Regions from separate parts of the Macaca mulatta genome. Here region 2 is linked to region 1. The links are chromatin contacts, called in public Hi-C maps. All regions are on one chromosome and are shown on one strand. Each heading gives the region's core, a stretch centred on a gene start, on an enhancer-like site or on the middle of the called end of the contact. The rest is flanking DNA. Distances are from core to core; before and after follow the strand shown. Region 1 has its middle 160 kb from the start of ARRDC3. Region 2 holds the start of ARRDC3 (arrestin domain containing 3).

Region 1 (6,310 bases), core at 957-3,456:
CAGTCACAAGAATAAGACACAGCTCATTATAGCTGTGCTTATCCTTAATTCCTGGTTGTCCTCTCACCCAAGAACACATTTAAATTAGCTTGAGCGAGACAGAAGAGTTTACTGGACAGATACAAAAATATCTTATAGAAAACACACTCAGACCACAGGAGGAACTAGCATCTACAGCAGCAAATTGATAAGCTCTAGGGAAAATTCTTTCCCTCTGGCTTTCTTGCTGGTTTTCTCTATTTCTCCCTCCCTCCTCTACTCCTTCTCCCTCTCCCTCCCCATCTCCAACCCATGGTTCCTCATCTCTTCTCCCTGTGTGTTTTTCCTTCTTCCTCTATGTGTGCTGTTCTCTGCCGGTCCATTCACAAGAGAGGCCTGGCTTCCTGTAGCTCCGGGGAATCTCTTCATTTCAAACAACCAGTAGTTAACTGGTATTCCTGTCCCAGGTCCAAACTCTTAAGTTGAAATATTTAGTTGGCCTGGCCTAGGTCACGTGTCTACCATGGTTCCATGAGATCTGGTTAGTTGGTTCCATCTAACTGCCAAGGTATCTACTTTTGTTGGGGAGTTGGGAGAGATACCAAGTAGCAGAGAGGGGAATTATGGACTAAACAAGCAACTTCATGTAGTTCTACAACCCTGTGCAACCCTGTCCCAGGCTCTCAAGTGGTGTCCTTAGTCTCCAGCCCTTATCCCAAGAGTCTTCAACCTCTTACAATACTGTTTCTAACGGTGTTGTCCAGGTCACTTGCATCAAAGTGTGTTTACTAAAAATGTAGATACTTAAGCCCCTTACTTCAGACCTCTTCCAGAGGCCTTGTGTGTTAAATACACTCTGGGGACTGGTTTGAAAATCTCAGTGCTAAGAAGAAGACTGCATTGGAAAACTTACTCTGAGTTTTAAATAAACTTTTGAAGTAATAATTATAGATATTATGATATTAATAGATAATATTTATTAAATGTAATAAGTATCCTATAAATAATTATATATTGTATAATTACAGATTATATATTATTTTATAAATAACTATTTTAGATATTTATTGTAGATAATATTACAGATAATATTTATTATAGATAATAAATGTAAGACACTAGTTAGGAAAAGTATATAGCACTCTCTAGATTAAAAGGATATTTATTTTTGAATTTCACAAAGTAGAAAGAAGTTGCTATTATGCCAAAAGTAATATGCAGAATTTTCTTCTTTATTTACATGCCATACCATTTACTTTGTGCATCCACAATTTCTATAAGTGTGTAAGGAGCCCAAGAAGTCTGAATTAGTGTTTATCACATTTCTGCCTTTTTCACAGCCATCCTGATGATTCCATATTCTGAGGTTATTTTCTTTTCATTTCTGGCTCTATCTAGATAATCCTAACATCTTCATCTCAGTACAACTATGTACTAGGTCTCAACATCAAATGCCACTGCCACTCTCCTATGAAAGTCATCTACAACAAAACTTACACTAGTCCTCCTTATCTACAGATTGACCATCAGTACACACTCATTTTTCTCTGACTGGATTCTCTCCTTCACTATTTCTCCGAGCTTGCGCTTCTCAAATTTAGATACATACATTCCCGGGGAGGCATAATTTTAGATCAGGAGCCATAAGACAATGTTTCTCACTGGAGCATTTATTTAACTGAGGATTTGGATGATTAAATAACTTAACTGGAAAGCAACTATGTGAGTTATCTTTGTCTTAAATAAGACCTGGATATGTTAAATAGAAAGATACAAATTTCACATTACATTTTAAGAAAAAAGGTGGGCCTTCAAAAAATGTGTGCTATGTCCTCCAAGTTCCCAATCTTGGGTGCCTTATTTACTTGATAATATGTTATCAGTTTAGCTGATCTTCTTGAAACACACACATTCAACAACTATGCAAATACTAGTTTAAACAATAAGAAAAGCTTGTCACTGAGCCTGATTGACAGAAAAATGTCAGTCAGGTCCGGCATATCATTTCCCCTTTCTGTCTCATTCTAACTGAATCCCAAGGGTCGCTGGTTTTCAAGGGGCTGGGTCAGAGCTAAAAGAAAGCAATTTCATTTTCAAGTAAGCATAGCATTCAGTAGATCTTGAGCAAAGTAAATATCCTCGGAGCTGGTTTCATAATAGGTTCCTCCTATGAAGACTGGCTCTAACCAGTTCTTGGGAAACGTGCTTACAGACAAGAATTGCCCAACTGATTTCAGTAGACAAGAAAGTACACAGGGCAGCAGAGGTCAAGCCAATGACTGTACAACCTATACCTATCTTTATGGATAAATTAATCCCCAAAACAATGGCACATACTTCCTTACTATTAAGACTTAGATAACACAATCTAAAGAGCTCAAGGCATTCTTCATAAAAACTTAAAAGTAAACAATGATGTTCATTCTTTTCTGGCTGACAGGGTGAAAATTACCTCCATGGGGCTTGGCCATACAGATAGCTTGAGTAGACAGCTGCCCACACAGTGTAATTTGAGGGGAGCCACAAGGTTCTGTCTGTTGGAAAATATATTCCCCTTTGATTTCCCAGAGCATAGCCTTCCCCAGATTCCTGGCTTCCATTCTCAGCATTAGTCACCAGAGTTAGATACTAAGTAGAAGTCGTACATCCATAAGGTCATTGTGGAAATGTACACTTAAATGACTGAGAGGGGCGTTGGGTTTTTTCCCATTTATACGATAAAATACATTCACACATTAACATGGATTAGTTTACCTGGGTTCATTGTCAATCTGGAAAGCAAACGCTAGGATTCTGATGGCATGTGACATAAAATAGTAAGTTTCTGATGACAGTTGAGGCATGGGTTTCATGGGAGTCAGAAGACCTGGTTGGGCCCAGCAGAGGGCACTCTAGGAAACCAGCACAAGAAGATTAGACACAACATAGTAGAGATAGACTTGCTAAATTTAGCTTTTTATTCCTTTGTAATTTTTGCTAAGCCACCCCCGACCACCACAAAGCAAACAGGACCACTTTAAAGTTAACTGGCCATGAGTAGAGTGCCCAGGAGGCAGCAATTTGCTTCTGAAATCTGAAAATGCCAAAACAATTGTCATCATCATCATCATCATCATCATCATCACGACTACTAAAAGCCATATACATTTTTCAATAGCTTCTGGTAGAATCAATCGCTTTCATCCCTCTGGTGGGTAACATAAAGGAGCTGGAAGAAAACACAGAGAAAGAGAATTAGAAAGGCACAGAGGAAACTCACAACTGATAAGCAGAGGCTGGGGATGGTAGTAAAAAGACAGCTAAGGCTGAACACCGTGGTTCACGCCTATAATCCCAGCACTTTGAGAGGCCGAGGCAGGAGGATTGCTTGAGCTTGGGAGTTCAAGACCGGCCTGGAGCCGGGTGCAGTGGCTCATGCCTGTAATCCCAGCATTTTGGGATCCATCCACTCAGGTGGGTGGATCACCTGAGGTCAGGAGTTTGAGAGCAGCCTGGACAACATGGTGAAACCCCATCTCTACTAAAAATAACAAAAATTAGCCAGGCATGGTTGTACGTGGCTGTAATCCCAGCTACTTGGGACGCTGAAGCAGGAGAATCGCTTGAACCCGGGAGGCAGAGGTTGTAGTGAGCCGAGATTATGCCACTGCACTCCAGTCTGGGTGACAGAGTGAGACTCTGTCTCTAAAAGAAAAAAAAAAAAAAGAAGAAGAAGGAAAAAGAAAAAGAGCAACCTGGACAAAATAGTGACACCCCATCTCTACAAAAAATACAAAAATTAGCCAAGTGTGGTGGTGCACACCTGTAGTCCCAGCTACTAGGAAGGCTGAAGTGGGAGGATTGCTTGAGCCCAGGAGGTCGAGGCTGCAGTGAGCTGAAATTACACCACTGCACTTCAGCTAGGGTGACAGAGCGAGACCCTGTCAAAAAAAAAAAAAAAAAAAAAAGGCAGCTAAGATAACATCCTCACCGATTGCCACGTAAAGTAGATTGCTGGAATGGCTACCAAATTCCTTTACTATCTGACACTGGTTTGTTCACATACCTGTAAAGTATTTATAGAAATTCACAGATAGATCAGATAGAGCCAGATCAGTTAACTCTTAGAGAGCCAGAGGACACTTTCTCCACACAGCAAATTAAATTGTTCCTAAGGAAAAGCATGGAGTTCACTTTAGATACACAAAGATAATCCCAACATAGACTTGACAGGGTGCTTGCTGTAGACTAAAGAGTAGAAAATGAGTTTTGAAAAATTGTCAAAAAAATTAATAATCAGTGATCATATAGAGCAAAACACAGGTATCCAACACATTAGGTTAATGCAAAAGTAATTGAGGGTTTTGCCATTTTGAAAGTAATACAGCAAGGCCAGACACGGTGGCTCACACTTTTAATCCCAGCACTTTGGAAGGCCAAGGTGGGTGGATTGCTTGAGGTCAGGAGTTTAAGACCAGCCTGGCCAACGTGGTGAAACCCTGTCTCTACTAAAAATACAAAAATTATCTGGGCGTGCTGGTGGGTGCCTGTAATACCAGCTACTCGGGAGGCTGAGGTGGGAGAATCACGTGAACCCAGGAGGCAGAGGTTGCAATGAGCTGAGATTGCACCACTGCAGCACTCCAGCTTGGGTAACAGAGCGAGACTCCATCTCAAAAAAAAAAAAAAAAAAAAAAGCCAGTTGCACCTATAATCCCAGCTACTCAGGACGCTGAAATGGGAGGATCGCTTGGGCATAGGAGTTTGAGGCCAGCCTGGGGAACAAGGTGAGACCCCATCTCCAAAGTAAAATAATAATAATAATAATAATTTGTCTTTAACAATGATCCTATCTTCTGACCTAATCCAATATAAAAGTGTTAATCTTTGATGAGAAAAGAGGATATAGAGAAAGTCAAGGCCTAGAATTGTCCCTGTCACTGTACTTATTATACCTTTGGTTGTTTGTCTTCCTCCACTGTACTGTATACATTTTCTGTGTGCAGAGACAAAGCGCTTGGGTTTGGTAAATGCTCAGTAAACACTGATTGAATGAATAAACACAATACATTCCTTAGGGCTGAGGTAGAACTTGAGTGATAGCACAATTGGAGGTGATAGGAGGAAATCTAGTCAGGCTGATGGAACTTGGTGCACAGTATGTGTGCTTACGGGCGACAGGTGTCAGTGATATCCAAAAAGAAGTTCTCGACCAAGCCACTGGTCAAGCGGCAGAAGCCCAGATACAGGAAATCCAGAAGTGGCAGCACGCAAAGGTACATGTGCATGGAGAGATAAGATTAGGAAAATCTGTTAGCCAATAGCCGAATCCCATTGGCCTGGTGTCAGAGGAGATTATAGTCATTGAGAAGGCATCCATATCAACAGGGCAGAGGCCAGGTTCTAGAATAGAATTCAAGATAGAAATACAGATTTTTTTAGAGGTGGGAGCTTCCAAAACCAGGTTAAATGGGATCAGTTGTTCGGTTTCACTAGAAGAAAAGCAATAATAGCAGTCTGGCAACAGGTGTTATTGGTCTATTTTACAGATCAGAAAGCTGAGGCTCAGTGAGACTATGTAAACTTGTCAAAGACCATACAGCTAATTTAAATTAGTGATTCTGGTTTAAAAATAAAGCCTACCTATGCCGGGTGTGGTGGCTCATACCTGTAATCTCAACATTTTGGGAGGCTGAGGTGGGAGGATCACTTGAGGTCAGGAGTTCAAGACCAGCCTGGCCAACAGGGTGAAACCCCATCTCTACTAAAAATACAAAAATTAGCCAGGTGTGGTGGCACGCACTTGTAATCCCAGCTACTCAGGAGGCTGAGGTAGGGGAACCACTTGAACCCGGGAGGCAGAGGTTGGAGTGAGCCGAAATCATGCTGCTGCACTCCAGCCTCGGCAATAGAGTGAGACTCTGTCTAAAAAAAAAAGATGTCCAAAAAAATAAAATAAAGCCTAGCTAAATCTGAATCCAATTATTCCTCTTTTTCTTACTTCAGCCTGTGACTCTTAAAAATTTAGTCACTGGAACTGGTAAGTCAGACTAGCTTTGCAACTCAGTTTTGAATCTTTCAGACATCTTGGAGCACTGGACTAGAACTCTTCAAATCAGCCCTTCATGGTTGCAGAGCTGGGGATGGAGCTGAAACTACAGCAATGGTTCTCAACCTTGCCTGCACATTGGAATTATCTGCAGTGTTTTAAAAACACGGATGCCTAGGTTCCACCACAGACATGATAATTTAATTGATCTGAGGTATGGCTTGTGAGTCACGTTTTTTTTTGTTTTTTTTTTTTTTTTGAGACAGAATCGCACTCAGTCGCCAGGCTGGAGTACAGTGGTGC
Region 2 (6,310 bases), core at 1,881-4,380, 160 kb after region 1:
AACTAGACCGGAGCAGGAGAGGACCGGCCTAAACCGGCGCGAGCAGATCCCAGCCGGCCTGCTCGCGCGCCGCCGCCGCCGCCCGCGCGCCCCGCTATACATACGGCATACGTCGCGCGGCGCTCGCGCCCGTGCCCGCACAACCTAGCCTGCTGGACGAGGGGCGGGGCGAGCGAGCCGCGGCGCTTCCGCTTTACACGCCCCAGCCGGCGACCGGTTCGATCTGGCTTGGGCCACTCTGACACCTTTAGTTTCCGCGAGGGAAACTGGGGCGGCCGAGGGGAGGCGGGGGCCTGAAGCTTTCGGAAAACAATGGGGGAGGGGGCAGAGGATACCCTTCGAAGCCCCCACCTAGATTTCGATATTGGAATCATTTTCTTTCTTCCCCGGGCCAGCCTCTGCTCTGTCCCCTCAGGTCAACTCAAGGTAGCCAGTGTGGCTACTGGAGAGGTCGGGGAACACGCTTTGTTTCAGAAGCGTTCACAGGAGTCCCCTGACACCTCCTACCCGGCAGATAGCTAACGGGGGTCCTGCCAACCCTTCCCATCCAAATTCCATCTGAAAAGGATTTTCCACTAAAGTTGGGTCCCGGGCCATCCGGCACCTGTAAGGCCGGCAGGAGCGTCTGCCCTCAACTCAGCTAAAGCCTGAAGTCGTTTCCTTTCGATGGTCCTTAGCAGGCCCAAAAGAGGGGCGATAGAACGTGATGTGACACGGGCCGGGCGCCCCCAGAAGCCCGGGAACAAACGTGAGTATGGACTGGGTGGGGGTGGCTCTCTGGAGGGACCTTTACCGGCGCACGCCGGTTTCCTAGCCTCGCCCCAGCAGCGGCGCGAGCCCCCTCTCCCCACCCGCCCGCGCCCAATCCAATCAGCGCCTGCCATCGCCTTAGCAACAGGCTAACAAACCTGGCTCCGCCTATCCCGGGCGCCCGGGGCGGGGTCTCAGTTACCAGGCTAGTTTGAGAGCTCCCAGTTTCAAGTCATTGAAACTATTCCAGACTGAGCTCGTCTACGCGTTGCAGGGTTTGGGGGGGGGGGCATTTTGTTGGGGGTGCAGGGCATTTAGTTTTCTTTACCATGAAATCATGGTGTAACTAATGAAATATTTGTCCTCACAACTCATTGTTCTACTTTTCCCCCATTGCAAGTCTCAACCTCTTGAAGAAAAATCTGTTTCTTTCACCCATTTCATAAAAGGCTGCAATATTCAGAAAGGTAGAAACACAAACTCATCTATCTGCTTTTCAACAAATACCAAGACTGTCATTAGGCATCTGCATCTCCTATCAGTGTTAACGCTTGGAGACATTAATTAGTTATTTCAGGATGCAAAGTACCTGTATCTACGAAAATCCTACTAAAGAACTGAGTTCACCTTAATAGTTTCAGAAATCATGCATTAATACTGCCCCTCAAAGCATCCTTCATTTCTCACTTGCCTTAGTTCAGTCATCAGCACCTCTCCAGGATGTACGTTTTTAATATAAAAAAGAAGGTAAAATATGGCTCTAATTTTTTTCTGAAAAATCGCCAACATCTGAACTAAATACTGCATTAAAAAGGAGAGGCACAAAAATTACATAACCAGTTTTAACATTATATTCTTCTTGGGCTAGGAATTAAGTCATCGCCACCACCTGACGCGTGTAACCAATCTGCTGAGAGCAGAACAAGCGCCCCTCCTCACCACCCCCCAGAACTGGTCCGAAACAGGATTGAACCGCTTCTAACAAAGGGTGGAAACTTAGAAAAACAAGCCTAGACTCTCCTATATTTCCACAATGTAACCATTTAAACAATAGATTGGAAATCTCAGGACTCCTTCTCCCTTTGACAACCCTTTATCTCCCTCTTCTAACCAAAAATCAAATCCAGTGTGCCCTATACTTTTCAATTCCATTTGACTGGCATGGGTTTCATTGAATGCACGTTCCAAAGTTAGACATGATGCTCGGAAAAGAAAATTACTGATCCTAAATGGCTTCTAAAACTGACTCGATACCTATCATAATGACAGACAGTACCCTTTAAAATAAGGAATGCTGGGTGTAAATTTTTAAAGGAATGGGAAAGAATAGAGAAAAAACACGTGGGGTGTTGATACCATATGTCAAAATAAGCCACATAAACCTTTTATGAAAGCACAGTGATCAATTCTTTAAAGTCTTTTGCATTCCAAAATTAAAAATGAAACACGCCCATTAAGCCTCTTAAAAATGTTATTACATTTCTTGATTGAAGTTTAGTTTTTACATCTTAGGTTGCAAGTAAAAGGGCAAAAATCTAAGACTGCAGCTTTTAGCAATTCATTTGAAAATATATTAGTAAAACGATTGCATTGGATTCAAGCAGAATTTATAAGGTGCAAATGGACTACAAGCGCGTATGGCACAGACCAAGCCGGGTATAGAGGTAGTTGAATAAGTGTAGTTTGCAGTCACTTTGCAGATGCCTGCATGCATTACGGCTTAACACACGATGAACGTCAAGGGGAATCCAAACCTTCCAACTTTGCTAACCTTTATCAAACTGCTTAGTTATACTATGAGTAGAATCACGTTAATTCAGAAAACTGAAAAGGTACGTTTCCAAAGAAAATGAGTCCAATGACTTCTGAATAACAGAAAAACTTACCTCTTTCGTGCCCAATTAAGATGTCTTTATGGTTGAAATATTCTACTTCTTCAGTGTAATTCTGTGTATAGGCAGTATTGGAGCCGGCGTTTCTAGATTCAGTCCAGCGTACTTTCGCATGCCCTCTTGCATGAATTTTAAGAGATTTTACTCTGATTTCCCCAGTAACTTCTAAATTTACCCTTCCTGAGACAGTATCCCCACTAGAATACACAGGGACATTGCTGTCATTAAGACAGTCAAAGCTTATTGTCAAACTCTTCACCTTTCCCAGCACCATGTTTATAACAAAATCTATAAAAATATAATGTAAGACAAAAAAGTCAAGATCGCATATAAAATGTGATCTTCACTTAACACTGATCGATATTTTTGCCGTGCAAAATGCTTGCAGGCCGGATCAGTGATTCTCTACAAATAGTTCATTGAGATTTCTTAAAAAGTCAGGGCAGCAGAAGCTGCTGCTCCGCGCTCCCGCTCGTCTCAGTGGTCTCCTTACAAAGACGGGCGGCTAAAGGCTGCCAGCTCACTTTAAGAGCAGCTTTGTGAAAAACAACCCCAATGCGCAAGCGCAGGCCGCGGCTGCTGTCCGCCCTCCCTGCGCGCCCCCTCCAGCGCCGCGCCGCGCCGCGCCGCGCTCGCTCCCTCCCTTGCTCGCTCGCTCCCGGGTACAGTAGGTGTAGAGTTAGGGGAAGGAGATACTGGAGCTGCCGGCCGGCTGAACCTGACTTCTCTTCATTGTGGGCTCCTATTGGTAGGCAGGCTGCCGTATACCCTCGACGTGCTATCTGGAGCCCCTTACCGAGCACACTCTACTGGAAAGATAATGGCAGAGTGGGGCGCGAGGGGACAAGGCCTGGGTGGGGAGTTTGCAAAGCCAAGTAAGGATAAACTGCAGTGACCACCCCAAAGCGTGCGTTACTGGCACTGCAGCGTTTTACCAACTGCCTGGATGGGAGGAGGAAAAAGTGATGTGTGAAGAGAGATGGGGGAAGGGAGAAACCGGTTGGGCAAGCGGCCGATTGTTGAGCATAATCTAACGAATTTTCAAAGAAAATGTAATAAAACTGGACAAGAAGTATTGTTCATAGACAAGAGCATACTTGGCTTGGATTTTTTTTTTTTTTTTTAAACCAGTACTTTGTAGGCAGGGTGGAAATGAACTCAGTCGAGGTCAAAGGAACCTTAGTCCTTTGAAGAGCGAGGTAGAGAAGCAAGTACAATGTAATCAATAGGCTTTTTTGTCTCCTCAACTTCTTTCTCCTACATCGCTTAATTAGATAGCACCGAAAAACAACCAAGTTGTTTCCAGGATGACACGGGTGGGGGCTGGGGGGAAGCTTGACCACTTCCTCGAAGGAAGAAAAAGTCCTTTTTAAGACACCACCTACGGCTAGATTTGCAGAGTAAGACATGATTACAACTCCTGTGTCCAGAGGAATAAGAATAGAGTTCGGCCTAAAAAAGTACCATCTTATAAAAGGCATAGGACATAGTGGTTTAGCTGACATATTGTTTGCAACAGAATCGGAAAATCTTTGTTAGAAATTAGTGAAGCGCATAAAATTGTTTTTAAAAAGCATGATTTGGTATATAAATAGGGGTTAACTGTGAAGCTTTAATTTTCGGCCGAAAGAGCCTTGGACCATTTAACGTAGTAATTCTCATGATACATCTTAAATATAGGTACATTTCTCTTTTTATTGTGAATGTTTGGTAAAAAATAGCAGTGCTTTCGTCACATCACACTGGGATTCAGAGCATAACAGCATAAACTCATCTAGATTACTGGCAATCAACAGAACTGCCTTACAAGAGAAATGTAGAAAGAAAAAATATGAATCTGGTGCTCTCTCTCTCTCTCTATATATATGTATGAACAAAAATACCTTGGAAGATTTTTGGCTGTCCGTGTCTAAACATTTTAGATTCTTTTGCGTAGTGTATTTGGGTAGGTTGAACCTATGAGTCACAATAAACTAAACTTATTGGTCTTGCTGTTTTCTTTATTTCAAAAGAAACTAAGCTTTTGGGGGCTGGATTTTAGTTGACAAGGCAGTATCTTGGACTCAACAGCAATATATAAAAAGTATAAATATGCAAACTAGACAATGAGCAGGCCATTTATTTCAGAGTTTAGATCGCTATGCGTAAAATTATAAATTTGCATATTTAAGTGGAAAAAACAGTCTTATCTTTTTCCCCCCCTCTTGGTTGACACCTGGTGGAAATTCTAGGTAAAGTACCTGAGTCCTTGTACTAGCTTTGATTACAGATACTACTTGTGTTTTTTCTCCACCTAGTGGTAGAAGTGGTGAATTTCCTAGAATGACAGCTTTTCCTCAGCATAATGTCAATGATACTTAATAAGCATTCAAAAACCACTGAGCAAGGAATGGATTTAAAAGTGTAGTCCACAATGAATACATAAATTCATTGCACATTTGTGTCTACATTTATGTTAAAAATTATTAAGGGTTAGTGAACAATAGCTGAATTCAGATTTTTTTAGTAAAATTTATTTAATTAGAATATAACTTATTTCAGAAAAAAGAATTAAATACACCAGAATTGCATTTAATAAAACAGAACTCTAAGAAATTTATCTGTAGTTTGGAAAATTGTTTTAAAATATTAAATGTTTCATTCCTGTTACTGTATAGTACATTATTCTTTGTGTTTGAAGCTTTCAGGATCTTTTGAATAGTTGTCTTTATTATTTATTTTGCTATTTTTTAAATTTTCTTTTTACTGTGTCTTCTTAAATACTTAGGTAACTGGCAAATTTCCAAGAAATTCTTACCAGCTACCATTTTCATTTTGATTTTTTGAGATGGAGTCTCAACTCTGTCACCTGGGCTGGAGTGCAGTGGCACAATCTTGGCTCTCTACAGCCTCCACCTCCCAGGTTCAAGCGATTCTCCTGCCTTAGCCTCCAGAGTAGCTGGGATTACAGGCACGCACCACCACCCCCGGCTAATTTTTGTATTTTTAGTAGAGACGGTTTCACCACGTTGGCCAGGCTGGTCTCGAACTCCTGGCCTCAAGAGATCCGCCCGCCTTGGCCTCCCAAAGTGCTGGGATTACAGACCTGAGCTGCCCGCTCCTGGTCTCTCTTTATCTTTTCATTTCTTAAAAGAAAAACAAAAACACTTGGACCAGATTTTGAATGTTTTCTCTTGTTGCTTTCATAACTTCCCCCTTTCAGATTTTTTGTCTAAATATCTACTTCTTAGACAGCTTGAAATGCTGTACTGTAGACATTATCTTGGGCTTCTCAGCTTTCTTCACTGGGCCCTTATTGTATTTTGTATTATATTTAAACTATTTGTCTTTACCACCAAGGCTCTTTCCTACTGCTCCCCAGCCTACGTCTCATATGCCATCTCCGCCTACTCATCTGCTAACTCTTCTATATTCCTGTCAAGTACATCTTCTGTCCCCTTTGTTAGCTTGTCTCACTGTTGCCAGTGTGCACTTACACGTGCTTTTGGTGCCCAGAATAACATCCCACTACTATGTTATCTCCTTTGCTTTTTTCTAATCCCTCCACTAGATGCAGTTGGCACAACTGAGTAAAATTCCAACTAGACTGAATAACTAACTTCCCATCCCCCTTTCATTGCTTCTTCAGAGCTTAAGTAGGAATCTCTTTTCATATTTGCTTTTTGCTT

Evidence for each region. Hi-C and Micro-C count contacts between places; a contact is called where the count stands out from the background.
Region 2: a Hi-C map of blood shows a contact between it and region 1, with 3 times the contacts expected there. The contact joins the promoter of ARRDC3 here to the enhancer-like site in region 1. A contact is called at or near these places in 4 of 14 Hi-C or Micro-C datasets (CD4 T cells, blood, cortical neurons and 1 more).

What each region holds. Positions count from the first base shown.
Region 1 is chr6:97,594,540-97,600,849 of T2T-MMU8v2.0, forward strand. No RefSeq gene overlaps it. Among named protein-coding and RNA genes, the nearest start is that of ARRDC3, 160 kb to the right of the region's middle. Within about 2 kb of position 2,207, at least 10 of the 40 cell types and tissues checked have an H3K27ac peak or open chromatin away from gene starts, as enhancers often do. A contact at or near this core is called in blood, where this site is marked.
Region 2 is chr6:97,757,832-97,764,141 of T2T-MMU8v2.0, forward strand. ARRDC3 (arrestin domain containing 3) reads right to left here and starts at 3,131. Exons shown (of 8, transcript NM_001260940.1): 1 at 2,637-3,131. The coding sequence starts at 2,916. LOC144341323 (a long non-coding RNA gene) reads left to right here and starts at 191. Exons shown (of 3, transcript XR_013418183.1): 1 at 191-748.